2 separate regions of the Mus musculus genome follow, and region 2 is linked to region 1. The links are chromatin contacts, called in public Hi-C maps. All regions are on one chromosome and are shown on one strand. Each heading gives the region's core, a stretch centred on a gene start, on an enhancer-like site or on the middle of the called end of the contact. The rest is flanking DNA. Distances are from core to core; before and after follow the strand shown. Region 1 holds the start of 4932441J04Rik (RIKEN cDNA 4932441J04 gene). Region 2 has its middle 100 kb from the start of Gm23331.

Region 1 (5,954 bases), core at 2,305-4,804:
AATACTATCCCTGCCACCCTGCTCTGTCACCAACGTTCTTAACTGAAAAAGTACTTGAACTGTTAAGTTTGGAGGACGGTGTTTGGCAAAGAAAAGCACTCCGATTTTTCTTTGACATATATTAGCATGGGATATCTGGATTTTAATTAATTTCATTTTTATGTCTGCTTTATTTTACATGTATGCTTATCACGGGGCATTTCCTTTTAAATAACAAAGAAAAGATCGTAAACGTTTCAATCTTCCCTAAAACATTTTGCTCCCTCCAAATGATGACGTCCTGTTACTGATGAAGGCAGTCTTTAGAACACTACTCCTTTTCGGTTTTGTCTGCCAGAGAAGCCGCGGCGGCGGCAGAAGCAACTGCAACCTCTTTAATTTCTTGCAGCCGGTTACACTTTTTGATCCCATTTCCTCGTGAACCTTGCCTCTCAGGTTGAGACGATAAAAGCAGCCTCGGGTGTGAGAGACCGGGTGGGGTCTGTGGGTGGGAGCGAATCCGGATATCACATTCCCCTGGTGAGGTCTGCTACTGGGAGGATTAAGTCCCTGGGTTCCATTTAATGAAATTGCTGAGCACTTGTGACACTAGCTCTAAGACTGCGGAAATGGGGCGGGGGGGGGGGGGGGACGGGACTACTGCTCGCCTTCATTCACCCTGCACACGGGCTGGAGGCTACAGCAGTGGTGTGAGCGCCCAGACAGGGGGCGGAAGAGGATTGGGAGCAACGGCCGCCGCAAGGGCGCTAGGAGGGTGTCACCCCCTTTACCTCCCTTTACCCCACTTTACCCCCCTTTACCCTCTTCCCGCCCATTCCATTCTCGTCCACAGGAACCGCTGGGGGAGGGGGAGGCGGCAAAGGAGCTGCCACTTCTCTGGCGGAAAGGTCGGAGCTGGCGACTGGTGGGGGAGGGAGCAGAGCAAGGTTTCCCGGCCCAACAGCAGCCTGGCCGCGCTGCTATCCATGCAACACACGTCGGACCCATTTCCCACGCTGGCTTGGCTCCGCGGCAGAGTCGGTGGGGATAAGTGGGGAGGGCGAGAGGAGGTTACCTCCCTCTCTCAGAGGAAACCACTACAGTGTGAAGGACGCGCTGCACCCCTGTCCCCTAATCGTCGTGGGGAGGAAATATATGCAAACTCTAGGCAAGAGTAGACCACGCAGTCCCTCCCTCCACCCTTGTCAAGAGCGGCGGGAAAATGCTTGAAGAGGCAGAGGAGGGTTATTCAAGTTTATGGTCTGACAAGGGAAGAGGGAGTGCATAATGTCTTTCTGCCCACACGATTGCTTGAAGTTTGCAAAATTCTAGTAAGGCGATGAGGGGAGTGAGTGCCACACTACCACGCATCGGAATGCACAGCGCAAAGCCTCGCAGTGGAGGTGACGTCCCCCTTCCCATTCCAGTCTGGATCGGGAGAAAGCTGGCATTCAGATAAACCTCTATTCTTCCAAATGTGAGGGGGACATCGCGTTACTGCCACTTCGTCGGCCGCTGAGGCGCTGCGGCGCCAGCCCCCTCCTTCAGACTGCGGCGGTGCGCACTGAGCCTGCGCGCCAGGCTTTTCTCGCTGATGCTGCAGATACAGAGCTGAGAGCTCTGGTGGCGGCGGCCGGAGGGTTACGGGGAAGGCCGTTCTCGCCGAGGAGGAGGAGCCACCCCTCCCGGAAAGATGCTGCTTTATGGGACAGGGAAATATTCGTTAGCTCCTGGCACATACTACTCACGGTTCCGTCCTCCGCGCTTCCACCCCCGCCCCTCCTGGGAGAGCTTTTGGAAACCACTGTCGCTCCCCCGCCCCCAAACACACTCCTCGCCGCGCTCCTCCAAACAACCGCGCGCTTCCTTTGCTCCTAGACTTTATTGGTGTTTGACTTATTTAAGTCATTCTGCCTCCTCTGGTCTCAGAGTAAAATTGATTCCGTGAGCATTAGATCGGGCATGCAAATTCGTCTTTAAAGGAACCCTTAAATTCCTAGCAACATTCTCCGAGATAGTAAGGACCCGACACAAACTCCACCTACTACCTTCGTCTTTTCTTAATCTTTCGGTAGAGGGTCTTTATTTTGACAGTGTGAAATACATGAGAAGTGGGCTTCGGTTCGAAATACACCACCAGCCCTGAGATCTGACTTGGCAGACTGCGGTGGTCATGAGTGAGAACCGGGGAAGCCTCACGCCCGGGAATGGCAGGGAGGATCACGAGGCACAAAGTCAAAAGGAGAGAAAAGAGGTTAAGCATACTCGGTACACAAAGTTGCCATTAAAGTTTATTTCCCTTATATCCAGATAGGTGACGCTACACTTTGCCGGTTACTAAAAGCTGCAGGCTCTGCTTAGAAAATAATACCCAGGCTTCTAGCATGTGTTTTATTCCCCAGGCGCGTGCACACACGGTCTATCCCCAGTGAGAGCCGGATGACAGGAATTCCAAGCATTTAAACAAAGGCAGGCATTCTCCCCTCCCCAACCCAGACCTCCAAAGTCTGGGCTCCAAAAAAGGATCCTCTCTGGCTCTCGTTGGAGTTTGATGCTCTCTCTTCACTACTGCAGCCCGTCACGGTTTGGCAGAACACAAGCTTGGCTTTCGGAACTCAGACATCGACCTCAGCCTACCAGTAGCAATTCACTAACCCAGATGCTAAATTGCGAAACGAAGACACGTTGCGGGTGGGAGTTGGGGCGGGAGGGGGGCATCGTCTGAGGGTAGACGTGGGAGGAAGGTATACTAACACCCTCACTTCAGCTCTTACCCACGCAGCCGGGTTTAGTCTACCAGCCCTAGAGGGGGAAAAAGAATCACCCCACCCCCACCCAAACTGCCTAAGGAGACTAGACTTTGGCTTATCGGGGCTGAGATTGGGCAGTTCTCAGTCGGCCCCACGAAGCGAAGCCTGGCTTCGGTGAGCGCCGCGGCTGGCTAGTCCTTCCTCCCGCCTCCCTTCCCTGGGCCCTCCTCCCTGGTTCTCTGCAACTGTGTAGTTTCGGATACCGCCGCCGCCGCTGCAGCGTCGGAGTCAAGTCTGACTCCGGAGCCCGCGGGCTTTCCGCAACAACCACCAGTTTATGCAAACTTGCGGGTTTCCGGCTAGTGGGTAGCGAGAGTAGGAGCTTCCCCGGAGCGATTCGGTGTCTCGGAACAGCCACAGCCAGAGAGGCGGCGGGAGCGCGCGCACCAGACTCTGCTAGACGCGAAAGCGGACGAGACAACTGCGGAATTCACCCGCCGCGCCAGGGCACTTCCGAGACAACAGCCGACTGGCACTTTTTCTCCCTTTGGCAAACTAGATTTTTTTTTTTTAAGCTACTTGGCAGCTCTGTTTGACTCCACCTCCCCCTCCACCCCCGCCCCAGTGGCTTTGGCTTTTCTTTGGAAATCCGGACAGAATTGGGCATCTTTGTTAATTGCCGTTAGGAGTGCCCGGTCGTGAGCTTTCACCGGGCCAGTGTCGCGCGGATGCACGGAGCCAGGCTTGCTCACCTTTGAACTGCAAAGGGATCAAGTTCAGCTCGAGTTCCCCGCATTGAGACTGGAAGAAGCTGAGAGACTGTGCTGGAGAGAGTGAGAGAGGGGGGGAAAGGGGAAAGGAGAGGAGGGAGGAGAGAGAAGAGGAGGGAGGAGAGAAAGAGAAGGAGGGAGGGAGGGGAGGGATCGAGAGAGAGCGGGGAGAGAGAGAGAGGCTGCAATCTCCTCCCTGAATCGCGCACAGCGCTGCAGATCCCACTGCTCCAACACGCGGGCCGAATGCAGGTGAGGGAAGGCACGGACTCTGCGGCTGAGAATCCAAACTTGGGCACCGCGCGGTGCGCACGGTTCGGCTCTCGCCCCCGCGGGCGAATGGTTGCTGCGGTTTCAGGCGGCGGCTTCGTGACTAATGACCTTGCGCAGAGTTGTTAAGAAAAAAAGAGAAACCGGAGCTCTTCGGGGTGAGAAGCGACCGACTCTGGGCGTCTCTGAAGATGGCTCGGGCTGCTCTTTGGCGCGCCGGGAGCACCCGGTCGCGGACCGAGCTGTGACGCGAGGCGTCTTTTCGCTGCACCTTGCCCGAAGCGACCTGCCGTGGAATTTTTCATTCAAGATATGTTGAGTGGCTTCCCGGCTGCTTAAGAGGAGTCAGAGTTAAGACTGGCTTGTTGCTCGCCCCAGAGCCTGAAGCAGGAAGCGGTTCAGGTTTGTCTGGACCTCGGGAGCCTAAACAGAGCCTGGGTCTAGAGTGAGTAGCTGGAACGTGAATTGGACTTAACTCGAGTAGCAGTAAGGACTAACGCTGCTGTCAGGCGGGGAAGGCTGCAGGTTTGTTCTAGTCCGCTACCAGGCTCCGCCGCCCTCTTGCAGAAGCGGTTCCGGCCCCTTCCCAGGGCTTGGAGACTGGATCTCAGTATCTTCCCACTGCGGGGATGACTTTGTGGGGGCACCGAGCCCGTGGCGCGCAGTGTCCCGTGAACTGTGAGTACTGCGAGTAAACGGTGGCCGGCGAGCGGGCGATTAGCACCCATTGCATGAATTATGAAACAATAACTTTCGGAAGAAGCAGGAGGAGAAAAAAAGAAGCATCTCTAGCTGCCCCCCTCCCATCGGCCGACTCTACGCGCTACTCTGGCCCCCTCCCTCCCCTCCCTCTCGTTTCTTCCTTTCCCGGAGAGGAGGACCGAGGGGAGGGCAGGCGGCCAGCCCCGGAGGAGGGGGGTGCCGAGGGGGGTTGTGGTTAGAAGGAGCAGTAGCAGCAGCAGCAAGAGAAGATGCTGAGGATGCGGACCACGGGATGGGCGCGCGGCTGGTGCTTGGGCTGTTGTCTCCTTCTGCCGCTCTGCTTCAGCCTGGCCGCCGCCAAGCAGCTGCTCCGGTACCGGCTGGCCGAGGAGGGCCCCGCCGACGTGCGGATCGGCAATGTGGCCTCGGACCTGGGCATCGTGACCGGCTCCGGCGAGGTGACTTTCAGCCTTGAGTCTGGTTCTGAGTATCTGAAGATTGACAACCTCACCGGCGAGCTGAGCACCAGTGAGCGGCGCATCGACCGAGAAAAGCTGCCCCAATGTCAGATGATCTTCGACGAGAACGAATGTTTCCTGGACTTCGAGGTGTCGGTGATAGGGCCCTCACAGAGCTGGGTGGACCTGTTTGAGGGTCGGGTCATCGTGCTGGACATCAACGATAACACGCCCACCTTCCCGTCGCCGGTGCTCACGCTCACGGTGGAGGAGAACCGGCCTGTAGGCACGCTCTACCTGCTGCCCACGGCCACCGATCGTGACTTTGGTCGCAATGGCATCGAACGCTACGAGCTGCTCCAGGAGCCCGGGGGTGGCGGCGGCAGCGGCGAGGGAAGGCGCTTGGGGCCGGCGGACAGCGCCCCCTACCCAGGGGGCGGCGGGAACAGCGCGAGCGGCGGCGGCTCTGGAGGCTCCAAGCGGCGGCTGGACGCGCCTGAGGGTGGCGGCGGGACGAGTCCTAGTGGCCGAAGCAGTGTGTTTGAGCTTCAGGTGGCAGACACTCCAGACGGCGAGAAACAACCGCAGCTGATCGTGAAGGGGGCGCTGGACCGGGAGCAGAGAGATTCCTATGAGCTGACCCTCCGAGTGCGCGATGGGGGCGACCCACCTCGGTCTTCGCAGGCCATCTTGCGGGTGCTCATCACCGACGTGAATGACAACAGCCCCCGCTTCGAGAAGAGCGTGTATGAGGCTGACCTGGCTGAGAACAGCGCTCCGGGCACCCCCATCCTACAGTTGCGCGCCACCGATTTGGATGTAGGGGTCAATGGACAGATCGAGTATGTATTTGGGGCTGCCACCGAGTCGGTAAGACGGCTACTGCGCCTGGATGAAACGTCGGGCTGGCTCAGTGTCTTACACCGGATCGACCGCGAGGAAGTGAACCAGTTGAGATTCACAGTAATGGCCCGTGACCGCGGGCAGCCCCCCAAGACTGATAAGGCCACCGTAGTCCTCAACAT
Region 2 (5,954 bases), core at 1,457-3,956, 2.9 Mb after region 1:
ATGGCCCTAATTAATTATTAGTCACACAGTTATTTGCAATTGCTATAAATCCATCCATCATTACATCACTTTATAGCTGGGACTCTGAACTCATGTTCATATTATGCACAAGTGCCTCATCATCCCACATCCTTGTTTCACTTTTCTTTTGATCATTTGTCCCTACTCTACTCTGTTATCTTGTGATTTGGTGCACTCAATTAATTCACTCTGAAACTTGTGTTTCTTTAAAATGCATAAGTCCTATGTATTACTCTTTAGTATGTTTTCCTAGTGTCCCTCTTACCGTGCTTTATTGAGGGCTAATTTTCTGAGTTTTTATGTGCTTCTGAAATTTTTATTTTAAACTAAAAATTTATGATAGTAATTTCACTCTTGCTTTCTCTTCTTTTATCATAAAAATGCTAAGAAAATTGTTTTAGGGACCTAACTTCCAGGCTAGTAATACCTCTGAGTTTATTTACTCTCTTTACATACTATCAATATTTTACTACTGTTACTTGAAACTTAAAAAATTACACCATTCAAGGCCATCCTGGTCTACAGAGTGAGTTCCAGGACAGCCAGTGATACACAGAGAAACCCTGTCTCGAAAAACTCAAAAACAAAAAAAGGCAATATAGTATTAAATTGAACAACAGAGTCTCACCACATTTTGAAGAGAGGATAATCGAGATTAACATTTCAGTATTTGTGTTTCATAGCTTTATTTGTAAAATAAAAAAAGTACTGTTTTAGTTATTATATATTTCTTCTAAATATTCTAAAAGGTCAGACAATCCATCCAGAGGATTCTTTATACCAAAACCAAAACTTTTAAAAACAATTCCTGAATCATTTCTTGAAATGAATACTTTTCCATATTTCTATACATCTAATAAAGCCATTATCAAAAATTATAGCTTCACTTTAATTTTCTGAAACTAACTGAAATACATTAATTTATTAATTGAAATAGTACCTCAAATGTTAACTATACACAGACGTTAATATCAGCTTTACAACACTGATTCTAACAAACTTGGCGAAGTCAGTGTCAGCAGGACGGTAAGCACATGCTTAGTTGGCAAAAATTTTGTTCTGTTCAATTCCTAGCTTTTATTGCAAAGGACAGTTTAATTCTCAATTTTACTTCATACGTTATAAATATTAGAAATCCATGAGGAATTCATTTAAAGTTTAGCTTTTTCAACTTGGCTAAAGACTACCTTTAAATTTCAAATCCATTCAATTTTCCATTTGAAAACTTTAGTTGAAAGCAATTTTATTAGCTCCCTGCTTATTCACGACAGTACTTGACTTGGTAAAATAAATTTCAGGCTTTTGAAATTGAAGAAGCTCACAAACATTCAGAATATACCCTAGAGGTAACGTATAGAAATAATGGGACACAGATCTTAAATGATCTTATAAGCTTTGTCGAGGAGACTTTCCTTGTAACCTCATTTCCCATTCTCTACCTACCTATATATGTATATGTGTATATGTATACACACACACACACACATTTTATATATATACAATTCCTGAAAAAATATAATTCCAGAAAACCATAAATTATGGGGATATTTATAAATTATATATAGAAATCTTTATAATTAATATCTTATATAAAGTCATATATATAAATTCAACAAAATAAAAAATTTCTTTCATTTTATTCTGCTACTGTACAAGCAAAACTGGGAAGAGCATATTAAATTCATGATTTCTGGTTTGTTCTGTTTGCTTAAGAAGATAGTGACTGAACAATACTGTATGTCAGCAGTTTTTGTAGGAGAGCTGACTTTTATTGTTGTGTTATTTAAAGCAGAATATGTAACAAAGTACCAAGATGTTCTCTCAGTCATTCTCAATGATTTTTTTACTTGTGAGAAGATTCTCATTTTTCTTTCTTCCTCTGTATTTCATTTCCTATTCAGTGCAGGTATCATATGCATGGGTTTTCCACAAAACAATTGTTGAATTAATAAATACTTAAACAGCAATAATTATGTAACTGTGATGCACAATATTTCATTCAGAGAGTATGAGAAAAAAGAAAACATCCACAGTACACTAATGAGAGGATCCACGTGGTGTAGCTGTTTAGTGCAGACACTGGGAAGAGGAGAGCCTTTGGACAAGGACTGTGATTAATAACTATTATCATTGTCTGCCTGTAGTTCTTGAGCAGGCCTTCAAACATGCATGTCTCTGCCTGGAGTTTGTAATCCCTAGGTTCTAATTGTGTCTTCTTGACCACATCTCTCAAATTATTTGGGAGCACGAAGCATCTGGACCAAAGAAGTGTTTTGTCCCTTCGAGCTGTTCCATTCCCTGTATTCTCTCATATGGTATCTTTCTAATTAAACTCCTTGATGCTAATTAAAGCTGAGAATAGAACAAATGCTACAAGATGAATCCACACTCCCTTCTGTTAAACTTAGTGAGCTATGCAGGCCTGGGCTTTTGAATATCCCCCCTAATTGGGATTTCATTGACACTCTCACCCTGTCATGTGTACATAATCATCAGCTCCATAAAAATGATTCCAGATCATAGATCATGAAATACCTGCCTATAATCACAAGACTTTTTTTTTTTCTTTCTGCAGTTCTGCAGTGTCCTGAAAAGCTGTAGCTTGGCAGATGGCGTGATGCAGAGTGTAATTTGGCGTGCTATGTCTATCAGCCTGTGGTAACCCTTAGGCATCTTATCACTACAGGAAACAATGATGATGGCCAAGACAACATGTGGTGACCCATGGGAACATAATCACGTTAACTCCTGACTCTGCCAAAACAACACGTGGTCTTGTTATTAGCATTTTCTTGGAAACCAGCATCCACTGAACAGAAATTTGTTGGACTGTTAGATTGCTTCTGGTTGCTTTGTTCATTCTTCCGTTACATTTAGCAGAGAATGTGCTGTGGTGGTGTGAAATTGGACGCCTGTCATCTGATTGGCCTCACCTCTGCAGCATGCATGAATGACTGAATGACTTAAATTCACGTTTGTTAGTTATTCTCTTTTCTCATGAAAATCAAAATCTGGTGTTTCTTAATATTTTCTATCTGTGTGCTATAGTGTTACATTACTAAAGAGTTACAAAGCATGAACAAGACAGACTTTCATGCTTATATTTCAAGTATAAAAGACATACGAAGTAAAGAGACATAGAGATATCTATATTTGAGTATTTTGGATATCAATGATTTAGTATTTTTTTCCTTTCCTATTTCTTTCTCCCTTCTATTTAAAGGTTTTAATAGATTATTTTATGCTGCAAATTATATCATTAAACATGTAGAATGAATTCCATTTTTTTCTAATGGAGAAAAAGGTAACATTAAATACAATTTTACGTTTAAGTATAGTTTATAATTTACTTTAAAAAGTCCATTTGGGTCACCTAAAATATGTCTTAGAGACAAAGAAAGTTCAGAAGCACTTATTTCTCTTATCACTTTTCTAAGAAAATTAGAGACTAAATAAGGCATGTGAGATTATTTATATTGTTTTAGTTGATATTTGTCTAACCTGCAGCATGATAACATTGAGTTTGCTTAACGGCATTGACTCTTAACCTCATAAATGAAGGAGAGGTTTTAATCTGGGGATCTGATAGTGAGGATAAAGCCTTACCCTACTTAACAGTGTACAGAATTTTAACTTCCAGTGCTCATTAACTTTGCAAAGGGAGGGATGATACCTCTCAGGGGATTTAATTTGCATTTCCATGACATAAGTGATATTGATCATTTTCACAACTAACTTGAGTTTTGTTTATGTTAACATTTGATGTTTATTTACTGATTTCCTTAGCTCACATTTCTTTTTTACTCTTGAAAAAAACAATATATTATACCCAATATTTCTCCTCTTACAACTTCTTCTCTACTTCCTCTCCACCTCAAACTACTAACAACTCTATGCCTTCTTGCTTTCTCTTTTTAGAAAATGGACAACAAACAAACCATAAAGAAGGGGAAATCTTTACAAGGAAGGAAGGAAGGAAGGAAGGAAGGAAGGAAGAAAGAGAGAGAGAGAGAGAGAGAGAGAGAGAGAGAGGAAGGGAGAGAGAAAGAGAGAGAGGAAGGGAGGGAGGGAGGAATGAAGGAAGGAAGGAAGCAAGGAAGGAAGAAAGGAAGGAAGGAAAAGCCCAAACAAAGCAATATGAAAAAAAAAAAAGTCTATGAAATACTATTGAGTTCATTGTGTTATTGGTTGTCTATAGCTAGGAATGGGGTCCCCACATAAATGTGGTTAATATGCTCGGTGAGACTACATTAAAGAGAACTATTTTTCTTTTGCAAACGGATGCTAGGTGGAGATGGCTTCTTGATTTAGGATGGGAGTGTCTATCCAATACTCATTCCTGAGATCCTGTGTCTTAATCCTGGAGAGGCCTTATGCATGCTTTGCACTCTATAAATTTATATGTACCTCAGTCTTATTGTGTCTGGAATATATGCTTTCTTTGGATTCATCCATTTCCTCTCAGTCCTACAATGTTTTCTCCTCTTCCAGAAAGTGCCTTGAGCCCTGATGGAACTGATGTGAGGAAAAATCACATTTCAAGCAGAGTGTTTCAAAAATTACTGTCACTGCATATGGCCCACTTTGGGTTCTTTATATTAGTTTACATAAAGTGTAAGAGGATTTCTCTAACAACTGATAGTGACAATTTATTCATGGCTACAAAAGAACATCATTGGGGTCATTTTATTGTTCTGTGTCTAACTGAAAAATTATTTCTTTTTCCCCTAGGTCTATGGCATAGTTAGTCTTGCAGGGGTATTGACATTGAGTAATGTCTTGCATGTGTTTTATCCCATGGAGTGGATCTTAAAGTCAATATGATAATGGGTGGTTATTGCCATAATCTTTCCATCGCAATTTCACCAGCATATCTGGCAGTAAGGTCACCATAGTAGTATGCAGGATTTGAAGCAGAGTTGGTGGTTACATTTCTCCTGTGATAGCAACCAGAATAACTGTCAGCTCAATGAATCTTGTCAGAAAAGCTGACAAGGAAATTTAGGTATAAGTTTAAATGACTCAACTAGATGTAATTTAGTCCTGCCAATGAATGCTTCACTTGGTGGTAAAAATTGTACAGTTTGAACCTTTTTCTCCACAAGTATTTAGTAGGTTCATTTAGATTTCCTTTATATGTGTATAGATTTAAAGAAACTTCTACAATAGTAGGTTTGCAACAACCACTCATAAAACAACAAATGTTCCATATTGTTAGCTATCATTCCCTGTATCCCATTCCTCATCTTCTCTTCCATTCTCCATCCATTAAATCATCCTGTACCAATCTATTCATGTCTCTATTAAATTTTTACTCTATTTCCCCTTCCCTAGAAGATTGCTCTTCTCCACTAGTCCCTTAGGCTGTAAATTGCTTCTGTGGTTATAGGGAATATTACATGTTTATCAAAGGTATAAAAGCTGATATATACATATCCACATATAGGGGAAAATAAGCAAAGATGAGTTTCGATTACTCTATCCACTTCTCTTAAATTTCATAATTTTCTTTAATATCTGAATAATATTCCATTGTGTAAATATGCCACATTTTAACATGCTATTTATTTACTGAGATAAACTAGACTGTTTCCAGTTTCTGACTATTACAAATACAGAATCAATATGGAGAGACAGATATCTCTGTAGTAGGATGTAGAATCCTTTGAATATATGCCCAAGTGTGGTATAGCTAGCAGTATCTTCTGGTATATTTATTTTCAGCTTCCTGGGAACTAACACACTCTTTATATAATCTTTTTTTCTCATTTTCAACTGAGTTATTATTTTGTAACCATTAAACTATTTAACCTCACTGGATTTTTTTTTGGTGCAAAATAATTTCTAAAAGTAGAGTTTGAAAGTTTCCTGTCATTCTATAGATTATTTCATTCTGTTGTCAGCTTCCTCTACTATATAGAAACTTGCAGGGC

Evidence for each region. A called contact is a pair of places that touch in the nucleus more often than the background predicts.
Region 2: a contact with region 1 is called in a Hi-C map of cerebellum, with 4 times the contacts expected there. The contact joins the enhancer-like site here to the promoter of 4932441J04Rik in region 1. A contact is called at or near these places in 3 of 39 promoter capture datasets (cranial neural crest, hippocampal neurons and maxillary cranial neural crest), 10 of 484 Hi-C or Micro-C datasets (cerebellar granule neurons, cerebellum, cerebral cortex and 4 more) and 7 of 115 datasets of contacts at active chromatin or transcription factors (SST interneurons, astrocytes, embryonic forebrain and 4 more).

What each region holds. Positions count from the first base shown.
Region 1 is chr5:57,714,365-57,720,318 of GRCm38.p6, forward strand. 4932441J04Rik (RIKEN cDNA 4932441J04 gene) reads right to left here and starts at 3,555. Exons shown (of 5, transcript NR_015588.2): 1 at 3,482-3,555. Pcdh7 (protocadherin 7) reads left to right here and starts at 3,717. Exons shown (of 3, transcript NM_001122758.2): 1 at 3,717-5,954. The coding sequence starts at 4,741.
Region 2 is chr5:60,597,560-60,603,513 of GRCm38.p6, forward strand. No RefSeq gene overlaps it. Among named protein-coding and RNA genes, the nearest start is that of Gm23331, 100 kb to the left of the region's middle. Within about 2 kb of position 2,707, at least 13 of the 459 cell types and tissues checked have an H3K27ac peak or open chromatin away from gene starts, as enhancers often do. A contact at or near this core is called in cerebellum, where this site is marked.